2 separate regions of the Zea mays genome follow, and region 1 is linked to region 2. The links are chromatin contacts, called in public Hi-C maps. All regions are on one chromosome and are shown on one strand. The core of a region is the stretch at or near the end of the contact, and the rest is flanking DNA. Distances in the headings are between cores, read along the strand shown.

Region 1 (4,728 bases), core at 623-3,122, 130 kb before region 2:
CATTACTTGTCTAGCACAACCCAGCTTGCTTGTGCTTGCTTACACTCAGCAGCAACAACACCAGAAGGAGAGCCGGAAACAAGCTTATACATTACATTTATCTACAGAAGCACAGATAAATTAAGCACACAAGTATATGATAATTTTAATAAACATGTAAACGAGCATTAGCACCAGGTCAAACCATGTCAATATCATACACATCCAATTTCTTCAACATTTGAGAACACAACTCTGATAAATCACATTTCTGATCCACCATAGACTTATGGCCACTTGCACAGTCTCCGGCAAACAGTGGAAAACCCCAGAATTTTCTGCCTGAAATGGTGAAGCGTGCACATATTTTTCAGGCAACTACTGGAAAACCGGAGAGAAACATTGACAGAATTACGTGATCATTGTAACTAAAGTGGATATGATTAGTAGTACAAGCAAACGTGCACATGAGCACTCATTGATGCCCAGAAGCAAACAGGAAAGCCAAAAGCGGAAACAATACCAGAGCTCTGTGCCGGGATGACGACGAGGAGTATGATGCTTCCGCCGGGCTGCACGACATGCGTGAGCGCCCAGATGACGGCTGTCTTGGAGATCTCCCTCGTGGCTGCCCTTACCGCGACCACCACCTTCTCTGCCTTCACGGTCATGGAGGCCGCTCCCTTGCCAGCCACGGGCTTCCCCTTCCTCTGCAGCAGCAGCTGCTGCTGGGAAGAGCCCACAATCATCTTCTTCCTCTAGACAACCAGCGATGCCTACAAATCCAGAAGCACTAAGCCAGAAAACCCAACTGCCAAAGCAAACAACTCAACAACCTAAGACCCAAGAAGAAACAGCCAAAGCAAACTAGAATTGATGCCCGCCTAGTACAAACAACACAGCAACCGCGCTCTCATGGCAACAGGGAGGGGAGACGAGTGAGCAAGCGAGCGAGTACCGTACCACTGGTAGTTGCCACTAGAGTTGGACGCCGAACCTGCTTGGCAGGCGGAGTTGAACCAAAAAGGCGAGCAACACGACAGGTAAAGATGATTGAGTTAGAAAAGGAGGCAGCCTTTTCCACCAGTTCAAGTGTTGGCCTAGGTCCCGCCCATCGCAGCCTTTATTGGTGGCCGCAGATGGGAGCGGGCACCACCGCTGCGGTCGCCGGCACTGTAGACGGGAAAGATGACCCCGGACCCTCGGCTTCGGCTGGTGGTCAGATTGCACAGTGCAGCCTCGTCCTCCGCCTACCCACAGTATTCCGGGGCACGCCACAGGAATCGCCGTCACAAATTATTCGAGCCGGACGTGCCCTCGCAGATCTCGCCGCGCTTCGCGCCTCAGAATTGGCCTCTCCATGTGGGAGGAATCAAAGCCAGAATCGAAATTTCTTCTCTCCCGACAAGGAAATCCCCAGCCCCCCCACCCAAAAAAAAATGCAACGCTGGATTTGACTCGCATTTCGTTCCATAAACAAACGAATGATATACCAACTGCAAAAACAGGGGAGACAAAACCGTTCCGATTTCTGCAGCTCCCATCTGAGCGGCGCCGAATTCACACCCCGCCCTCAAACGAAGGCGGAACCGGAAAACCAGAGTCACCGAAGGGAAAGAGACGCACCAGGGGGGCGCGACGGCGACGAACGAGCTCCGCGCCTCCGCCGCCGACGGCAGCGCACCCTGTCCTCCTCCTTGCCGAGCGACGCGGCGCGGGCAAACCCTAGCCCTCACTGAGAACGCGTGGAAGCCGGGACAGAGGCGTTGGAAGAAGTGGCCATTAAAGCGGTGAATGCGCCGAAGCTATTAAAGAGCTCCATTGCTCCGCGCGAACCTCTGGCTCCCTCAGCTACTACTTCCCACTTCCTGACTTCCACGACCTTCAACCGCAGCCCCGATCGCCTTCGACCCTTTCAACCGAAGAATTACCCTCTTCGCCCTTCCGTATTTTCAAATATTACTAGCTATGCCACTCCCTCCCTGAATGGGAAAACGCATTTAAAAACCGGCTGACGGGGCAGAGAGTAACTGCCGTCGGTTTGCAATCTAACGGCCAATGAAGCCATAGAGTAAATGCTGCCCAGGGTGCCCTCGTGGGCCGAGCAGGCTGTCCTTAGCCAGGGACCACCTGGCAGGATCAGAGAGGAGTCGTGGCGGGGGTGCGGTCCGGCGCGCGGAGGCGTCAGGGGCGCCCTGTGTGTGTCCAGTGGACAGTGAAATGGTCCCCGTGGACGTGGTGTACCAAGTGCTTGCTGCTTGAGTTTGTTGCAGCCGCTGCCAACGCTGGATCCCAGGGTTTTGATCTGGTCTCTGTTGCCACTTGCCATTGATTCTGGGTTCACCCAGTGCTGCTTGCCAAAAGAATTTAACTCAATTTTTACATGCTTTAAGAGACACCCGCTAGGGTCTGTCCTTTTATTTAACACCACTGTACAACGATTATATGAAAACAAACATTACACATATTAGGTAACTAGGTAAATACCCGTACGTTGCAACGGGGTAAAAATAGTACAACTATAACATATGTATGGACATATGTTATGCAGAAAACAAGCAAATCACTATGATAAACTCATAATGACTTGTCACCTTGTTCGAAGGGAAAAAAGGTGCTCCTTAGTCTTACAGCTTTAAGAAGAGAACCATACATATGTCACCGCATTACTCCAATCTCCAATAATGAAACGGGTGTAGGATTATGTTGTCTCCGTCTGGGAAAGACATGTGCAAAGATTAAAAACTTCAGTTCATCACTAACAAAAAGCATAAAAGTGATTAAGAACACTACCATCATAGAACTCTTGATTTTTAGGATCACTGAGGACCTCATAAGCCTGAGCTAGCTCCTAGAACTGAAACAAATTCATGAGTTCTTAGTTTTTATCACAATCAGAAAATCAACAGCCCTAACCAACCATTTATACAGCCTTACAACTAAACATTGCCATATTCATGCAAATTAGGCAAAATGACCTATATATACATCACTGTTGGTTCTGCCAAGCAAGATCAAAAGCACCATGATAGACTGTGGAGGTGGCGGTGCGGGCGAGCTTGGATGTATATATCAGCCTATGAACCAAGTAACAGTAGCAGCAGAGTTTCAATGATTATAATTCTATTCTTGGATCGTAGAATTGTTCAGTATCTTTCTCATTGCTCGCTAGTGCCGACTGGGTATAATGTATATGGAAATGGAGATATGAAACGGAAATATGAAACATTGCTAACTAATACTATCTTCATAGCTGGTGGAAGAAAACTTTTTCCCCCTGAGTGTAATTAATTGGCGAGAGAAACTAATGCAGTGTCCTGTTTTGTTTCACCTTCTTGTAGTTGTAGGGCTTGGCAGAGAAACACTGGGGGCACCTTGAAGAGATCCTCGTCGCTGTCCTTCTCTGCCGGTGGCACAATGATGAAGAAGGTCCCTGCTTGCAAGTATTGGGTGACGGGCATGTCATCCCGCAGGTTCCAGTCGCCGAACATCGGGATCCGGTGCCACTTGCAGTCATCTTGCGCCTGTCAGAAAAAAAGAAACGAAACAGAGTTTACTCCTCTAGTGAAAGCTTGGAAGCCAGTCTTGGAAGCAAGAAAGACAGTATGTGCATGTATGACACATACGTGCTTGTTTCAAAAGAAAATGAACACTGTTAAGAGCATAGTATGTCTCTCAGATTCACAGTAGATAACTACTCCTATATAAGAAGATCATATCATTTCCAACTGCCATGGCTTGTTTCTCTATTAGCAAGAACATGCTCAAGGCCGGACCTAGGCATGTGCGAGTCGTGCGCTCGCACAGGGGCTCCAAAAATTGAGGGTCCCAAAACTTAGCAGATCTATTCTAGTTTTATGATTTTTTACAACACATATTAATATGTAGCACATATTTTTCTCCCTACCATGCTGCTGCGCTGAGGTGGAACTATCGAGCGTTGCAACAAAAAAATGAATCTTTATAGGATCTTAACATGTTTGTTCGCATGAACGAAGTTCTCTAAATTAAAGCTACTAAATTTATATTTGTGTTTTACTATGACACAAAAAATGTATTATTTAGACACAATAACACTCGAGAGTGAAGCGTTGGATAAGATCGAATATAAGCATATCGTACAAGATTTTCTTTAAAACCCACCAAAAGAACGATGTTATTCAAATAAATGGATATGTTTCTTTAGATATTCTGTTACAATATAAATTATTGTAACTTGTAGATTGTTATTACTGTTTTTTAATAACAAAATATAGATTACACTGCTTTAGATTTGGCATAGGGCCTCAAATTTCTCAGGCCCGGTCCTGGACATGCTACATAGTTTAAGTTTTTTGTGCAAAAGGATGCAGATGCCCAGGCCATATATCATGACGAGGCTAACATTCATCTGGATAAAAAGAGAGAGATAGAAAAAGAGATGTAGAAGCACGTATGTGTATTGCAAAAAGTAATTGTACTGGAATTATAAGAGGAATATATCAGTTGCAAAAAAGTAAGGGAGGCTCACCTGCTCATCCTCATATTCCTGTCCCGCTGTGGCATTCCAGTAGGCTGCATGATAACGACGGTGATGGAGAAGCAGAAGGCCAACATCTTCCTGGAGTCTGTCTGCGCGTAGGCCATGAGACCCTAGCGGTAAGAACAGGGAGTATATCAGTAAGCGCATGTAAGCTTGTTATTTTGCTTCAGAATACGAAGGAGCGGTTTTTATTGATGTGGATCATTTTACACATGTAAATAAGGGAC
Region 2 (5,201 bases), core at 1,098-3,597:
CCGCTCCGCCCGACCCTAGGGCTCGGACTCGGGCTAAGACCCGGAAGACGACGAACTCCGCTCCGCCCGACCCCAGGGCTCGGACTCGGGCTAAGACCCGGAAGACGGCGAACTCCGCTCCGCCCGACCCCAGGGCTCGGACTCGGGCTAAGACCCGGAAGACGGCGAACTCCGCTCCGCCCGACCCCAGGGCTCGGACTCGGGCTAAGACCCGGAAGACGGCGAACTCCGCTCCGCCCGACCCCAGGGCTCGGACTCGGGCTAAGACCCGGAAGACGACGAAACTCCGCCTCGCCCGACCCCAGGGCTCGGACTCCGCCCTGGCCTCGGCCGAACGACCTCCGCCTCGCCCGACCCCATGGCTCGGACTCGGCCTCGGCAACAGAAGACAGACTCAACCTCAGCTTCGGAGGAGCCCCCACGTCACCCTGCCTAGGGCACAGACCCGCCACGTCAACAGGAAGCGCCATCATCGTCCTACCCCGAATCGACTCGGGTCACGGAGAACAAGACCGGCGTCCCATCCGACCAGCCCCGCCGGATGGGCAATGATGGCGCTCCACAAGCTCTGTGACGACGGCGGCCCCCAGCTCTCTTACGGAAGCAGGGCGACGTCAGCAAGGACTCGACCGCTCCAACAGCTGTCCCTCCGCCAGGCTCCGTCGCACCTCCGACAGCCACGACATCACGCCAGCAAGGTGCCAAGACCTCTCCGGCTGCCACATTGGCATGTACCTAGGGCGCTAGCTCTCTCTCCGCTAGACACGTAGCACTCTGCTACACCCCCCATTGTACACCTGGATCCTCTCCTTACGACTATAAAAGGGAGGACCAGGGCCTTCTTAGAAGAGGTTGGCCGCGCGGGACCGAGGACGGGACAGGCGCTCTCTTGGGGCCGCTCGCTTCCCTCACCCGCGTGGACGCTTGTAACCCCCCTACTACAAGCGCACCCGACCTGGGCGCGGGACGAACACGAAGGCCGCGGGACTTCCACCTCTCTCACGCTCGACTCCGGCCACCTCGCCTCTCCCCCCTTCGCGCTCGCCCACGCGCTCGACCCATCTGGGCTGGGGCACGCAGCACACTCACTCGTCGGCTTTGGGACCCCCCTGTCTCGAAACGCCGACAGCACCGGACATGTCCGGTGAATTATAGCGGAGCGGATTCCCGAAGCTGGCGAGTTCAGAGTCGCTCTTCCTTGGAGCACCGGACACTGTCTGGTGTACACCGGACAGTCCGGTGAATTATAGCGGAGCGCCTCTGAATTTTCCCGAAGGTGAAGAGTTTGGCTTGAAGTCCCCTGGTGCACAGGATACTGTCCGGTGGTGCACCGGACACTGTCCGGTGGCACACCAGACAGTCCGGTGCGCCAGACCAGGACAACCTTCGGTTATCCCTTGCTCTCTTTGTTGAACCTATTTCTTGGTCTTTTTATTGGCTAAGTGTGAACCTTTGGCACCTGTATAACTTATACACTAGAGCAAACTAGTTAGTCCAATTATTTGTGTTGGGCAATTCAACCACCAAAATCAATTAGGAAAATAAGTGTAAGCCTAATTACCTTTCAGCCCCGCGATCAGTATCTCGTGTGTGGTTATCCATCTAATAACGTGGGATTTGTTAGCTATCGTGTAGGAATGAGTCGATACCCCCTATTTATATATGAAGGGTACGATCGATTGAGAACCCCCGAACACATTTCAATCGAACCAATTTACTTTCTTTAACTTTTTTGCCCTAGGAGTAGATGTAACGTAGTCCTAGTTATAGTTTTCCGCTTATCCACATGCACACCTATTTGACTCTAAATCGTCTAGATCCGTCTTGAGTAGCCTGCCGACCACAAGACAACCCTAGGATCTTATCTCGCAAGGGGTAAGATCTGGTTGTCAATCAAGAGATCTCTTTTTCGAGTTGATATATTAATTTCTAGGCGACTCTATTTCATCTGGGGACACCACGAGTGACCTGCCGACTCGGATTATCCTAAGATTTCTCTTTCAAAGGGCGAGATCTAGGCTCCTGCGGGGAAGAAGACGGTTCTGCGTTATCACGGACCGTCCGACCGAGAGCGCGGACCGTCTGAAGCGACGCAGGGAAGGAGCCGCTTCTACGCCTAGGTCGCAGATCGTCTGATCCAAAGCCGCAGATCGTTCGTGCCGACGTAGAGGGCACCACCGAACGGTAAGGCTGTCTCCAACAACAGTCTGTAAACTGTCTTGTCCGCTAAATTTGGAAGACTGAGAGCTCATTTTCACTTCCAGCAAGGTTCTCCAATCCGTCCGCTAAATTTTACGGGCGTCGCCAGAGCCGCTAATTGTGGCGGATCTTCGGACGTCCGCTACACGCCGATTCACTCCCTCTCTCGCGCTGGGGCGGAAACTTCTCCCTTGCGTCTTCCCATCGCGAAGGTCTTGTCCATGCCGACAGCTAGTTCCCGACGGACTTTCTCGGAGGCGGTCAGCACCGACGACGAGGAGGCTGCGCGGGGAGGCAAGGTCGGACGACCCTCGCCGCCTCGCTGCTCGTCGCGCAGGTAGTCTGCTACTTCTTACACGGTCGTCGCCGATGTTGGGCTCTTCGATGGTGCTGCCATCGACGGTGCAGACTCTCTGCACAGCCACGCCGATGAGCTCTCCTCTGTCGTCGTGGACATGCTTCACGATCCCCTTGCCATATGATTCACGGTTCCTCGCCTCGCGACTGCAACAAGTCGTGGTGGTGGCTGGTGTGCTCTAGGTGCTCGACGAAAGGTGTGTTTGTAGTTCGGCACTCTTTACCAATGGAAAGAGAGAGAAGTAAACAATATGCATGCGAAGTCAAAAAAAAGTGAAATCGAAATTCTTTTCTCTGTTTATTTGAAAATTGTAGAAAACGGGCATAATCTTTGTACATTTATTCATGCGGACACAAAAAAAGAATAGTATATTTAAAAGCTAGGTCTACGAAACTTGTTCACAAATTTAAGTTTAACTAATATGTATACTATATTTTTACATAATATTTAGACGTTTACAACTTTTTATTGCAAAATATTTATTTCATCAATTTTTAATGGCGTATTTTCAATACAAGTGCAAAATTAAAAAACAATGAATAAATATGATATTTATGTATTCAGTTAACACTGTAGAAATAGATGACCGAATTTAGAGGACGTTGCTCGAGGAGAAGATATAGAGGACAGAAATTTTTAGAGTGTGCTGTAAAGGATAATGAATATTTTTTTAGGAGATGAAATTTAGGGAACGTTGCTGAAGATAGACTAAGTGTGTTTGGATGGAGGGACGAGGAAGGACGAAGAGAGATGGGATGAAATCATTTTAACTTGACCCGCGTTTGATTTAGAAATCTAGAGTCAGGGTCAAGAAATATTCTTAGAAAATGGTGGATGATGTCATCTCTCAAAAAACAAGGAACGAGGTCAGTCCAGGATTAATCCTGACCAATCTCTCGTTCACACCGAACCAAACACTAAGTGATTGACATTCAGATCCACGCCAACAGCTGGTAATCATTTTCTCAGGTCGCGCAGCAAAGTAGCAAACTCCTGCGACCCTACCCACCGCACCTACCATTCTGGAGAGGAGAGGAACAGAGCCAAGAAACAAGCCCGGAAGATGGCAGGCGGCGGAGTGGTGAAGCACATCCTGCTGGCAAGCTTCAAGGAGGAGGTGACGCAGGAGCGCCTGGACGAGCTCATCCGAGGATACGCCGCGCTCGTCGGCGTGGTCCCCTCCATGAAGGCGTTCCACTGGTAATCAATACCTCCACTGATAGGACTCGATTCCGTGCCGACTGCTGCGTATGCCTCCCTGCTTCTGGCACCACCACCGGCCGCCAGGACCCTGACGCACCCCAGGTGCTCGACGAATTAGGTGACAGGTTTAGTTCAGTTTTGTTTTGAGACTCTCCCCGTGCGCAATCACCGATCGTGAATTCTTGACCGCTAGCCCTGTGATTTTGCTTATGCTCTCATGGATCCAGTGCCGTAGTAATATAGTCAAACTACTAGGTACCTATATCCGTTACGGAGTTATCGGATATATAGGAGCGTGGAAACGCGAATGCCCCGCTGCTGTATGAGCTACTGTTAACGCTGTTGCTTGTTCCACTCCCACGCTGAACCAAACGACAACGAGGAACCATCTGTTTGGGAATCGTTAATGGTGCACATATATTGGTTACATTTACGTTCTCATTTGCATTTCTGAACCGAACAGCACCATTGTAATTCTCTCGTTCCTTTGGTGCAAAGTTACCGTGCTGTTTGGTGCTATCAGGTTCCTCATGTGCTCTTTAATCTGTAGGGGAACTGATGTGAGCATAGAAAACATGCATCAAGGGTTCACGCACGTCTTCGAGTCCACGTTTGAAAGCACGGAAGGAATCAAGGAGTACATTGAGCACCCTGCACACGTCGAATTCGCAAGTGTGTTCTTGCCTGTGCTGGAGAAGGTCCTCATAATCGACTACAAACCGACGTCGGCCAATTAGCGGTAGAACATGCTCTGTACTGGTTCCTCGGAGGATCCAGTTTGATTCTACTCTTTATTTTGCTAAATAAACTCGGTCTGCTTTGTCCCTTGTTAAGAATGAGCTTTGAGTTTTCTGTAGTGCAATTGTTGTAGCTTCGCATGTTTTCATATGGGAATTACGTTCCTAAAGACCGTATTTGCCACTTGGAAGCAGCAAACTGCTTGAACTTCTTGGAGATTGGACGCTGGTTTGTTTCTTGGTTCGGAAAGAGGAAGTAGGTGGATGGCGTGAGACTGCTCTAGTTATTTTTTTTGTCGGATTATTTACTCGTTAATATAGCTCCCATCCTAAAATATAATTCGTTTTAGATTAGACATATATTTATTAATTAGTATATGATTGTAGTTTGTATGTATATCTATATTCACTATTATTCGTTCGAATGTGGAGTGAAAAAATGCTAGAAAAAACTATATTTCAAGGGTTAGTTTGGAAACTCATTTTTTCCAAGTGATTTCTGTTTTCCTAAGAAAAAATAAACTATTTCTCCTTAAAAATGGAAATACCTTAAGAAAACAAGGTTTTCAAACTAGCCCTAAGAAAAACAGAGTTCCCAAACTTCCCAAACTATGGAGGAAGTGTAACCGTGGTTTTTTTGGGTTTACTTGTAAATACTGTCGTTCTTCGTTATTGTATTATGTGGGGAAAATATCCTATGCAAT

The links. Hi-C and Micro-C count contacts between places; a contact is called where the count stands out from the background.
Region 1: a Hi-C map of leaf shows a contact between it and region 2, with 9 times the contacts expected there. The contact joins the promoter of LOC103636052 here to the promoter of LOC100286248 in region 2. A contact is called at or near these places in 16 of 25 Hi-C or Micro-C datasets (bundle sheath, ear, endosperm and 6 more) and 1 of 3 datasets of contacts at active chromatin or transcription factors (shoot).

The regions. Positions count from the first base shown.
Region 1 is chr8:145,501,841-145,506,568 of Zm-B73-REFERENCE-NAM-5.0, reverse strand. LOC103636052 (inactive protein kinase SELMODRAFT_444075) reads right to left here and starts at 1,872. Exons shown (of 12, transcript XM_020542447.3): 1 at 1,606-1,872; 2 at 503-755; 3 at 185-321; 4 at 7-101. The coding sequence starts at 728.
Region 2 is chr8:145,368,738-145,373,938 of Zm-B73-REFERENCE-NAM-5.0, reverse strand. It overlaps LOC100286248 (pop3 peptide), which reads left to right and starts at 2,347. Exons shown (of 3, transcript NM_001358234.1): 1 at 2,347-2,536; 2 at 3,527-3,757; 3 at 4,311-4,714. The coding sequence starts at 2,421. The coding sequence ends at 4,497. LOC109941574 (a long non-coding RNA gene) reads right to left here. Exons shown (of 2, transcript XR_002264240.1): 2 at 5,182-5,201.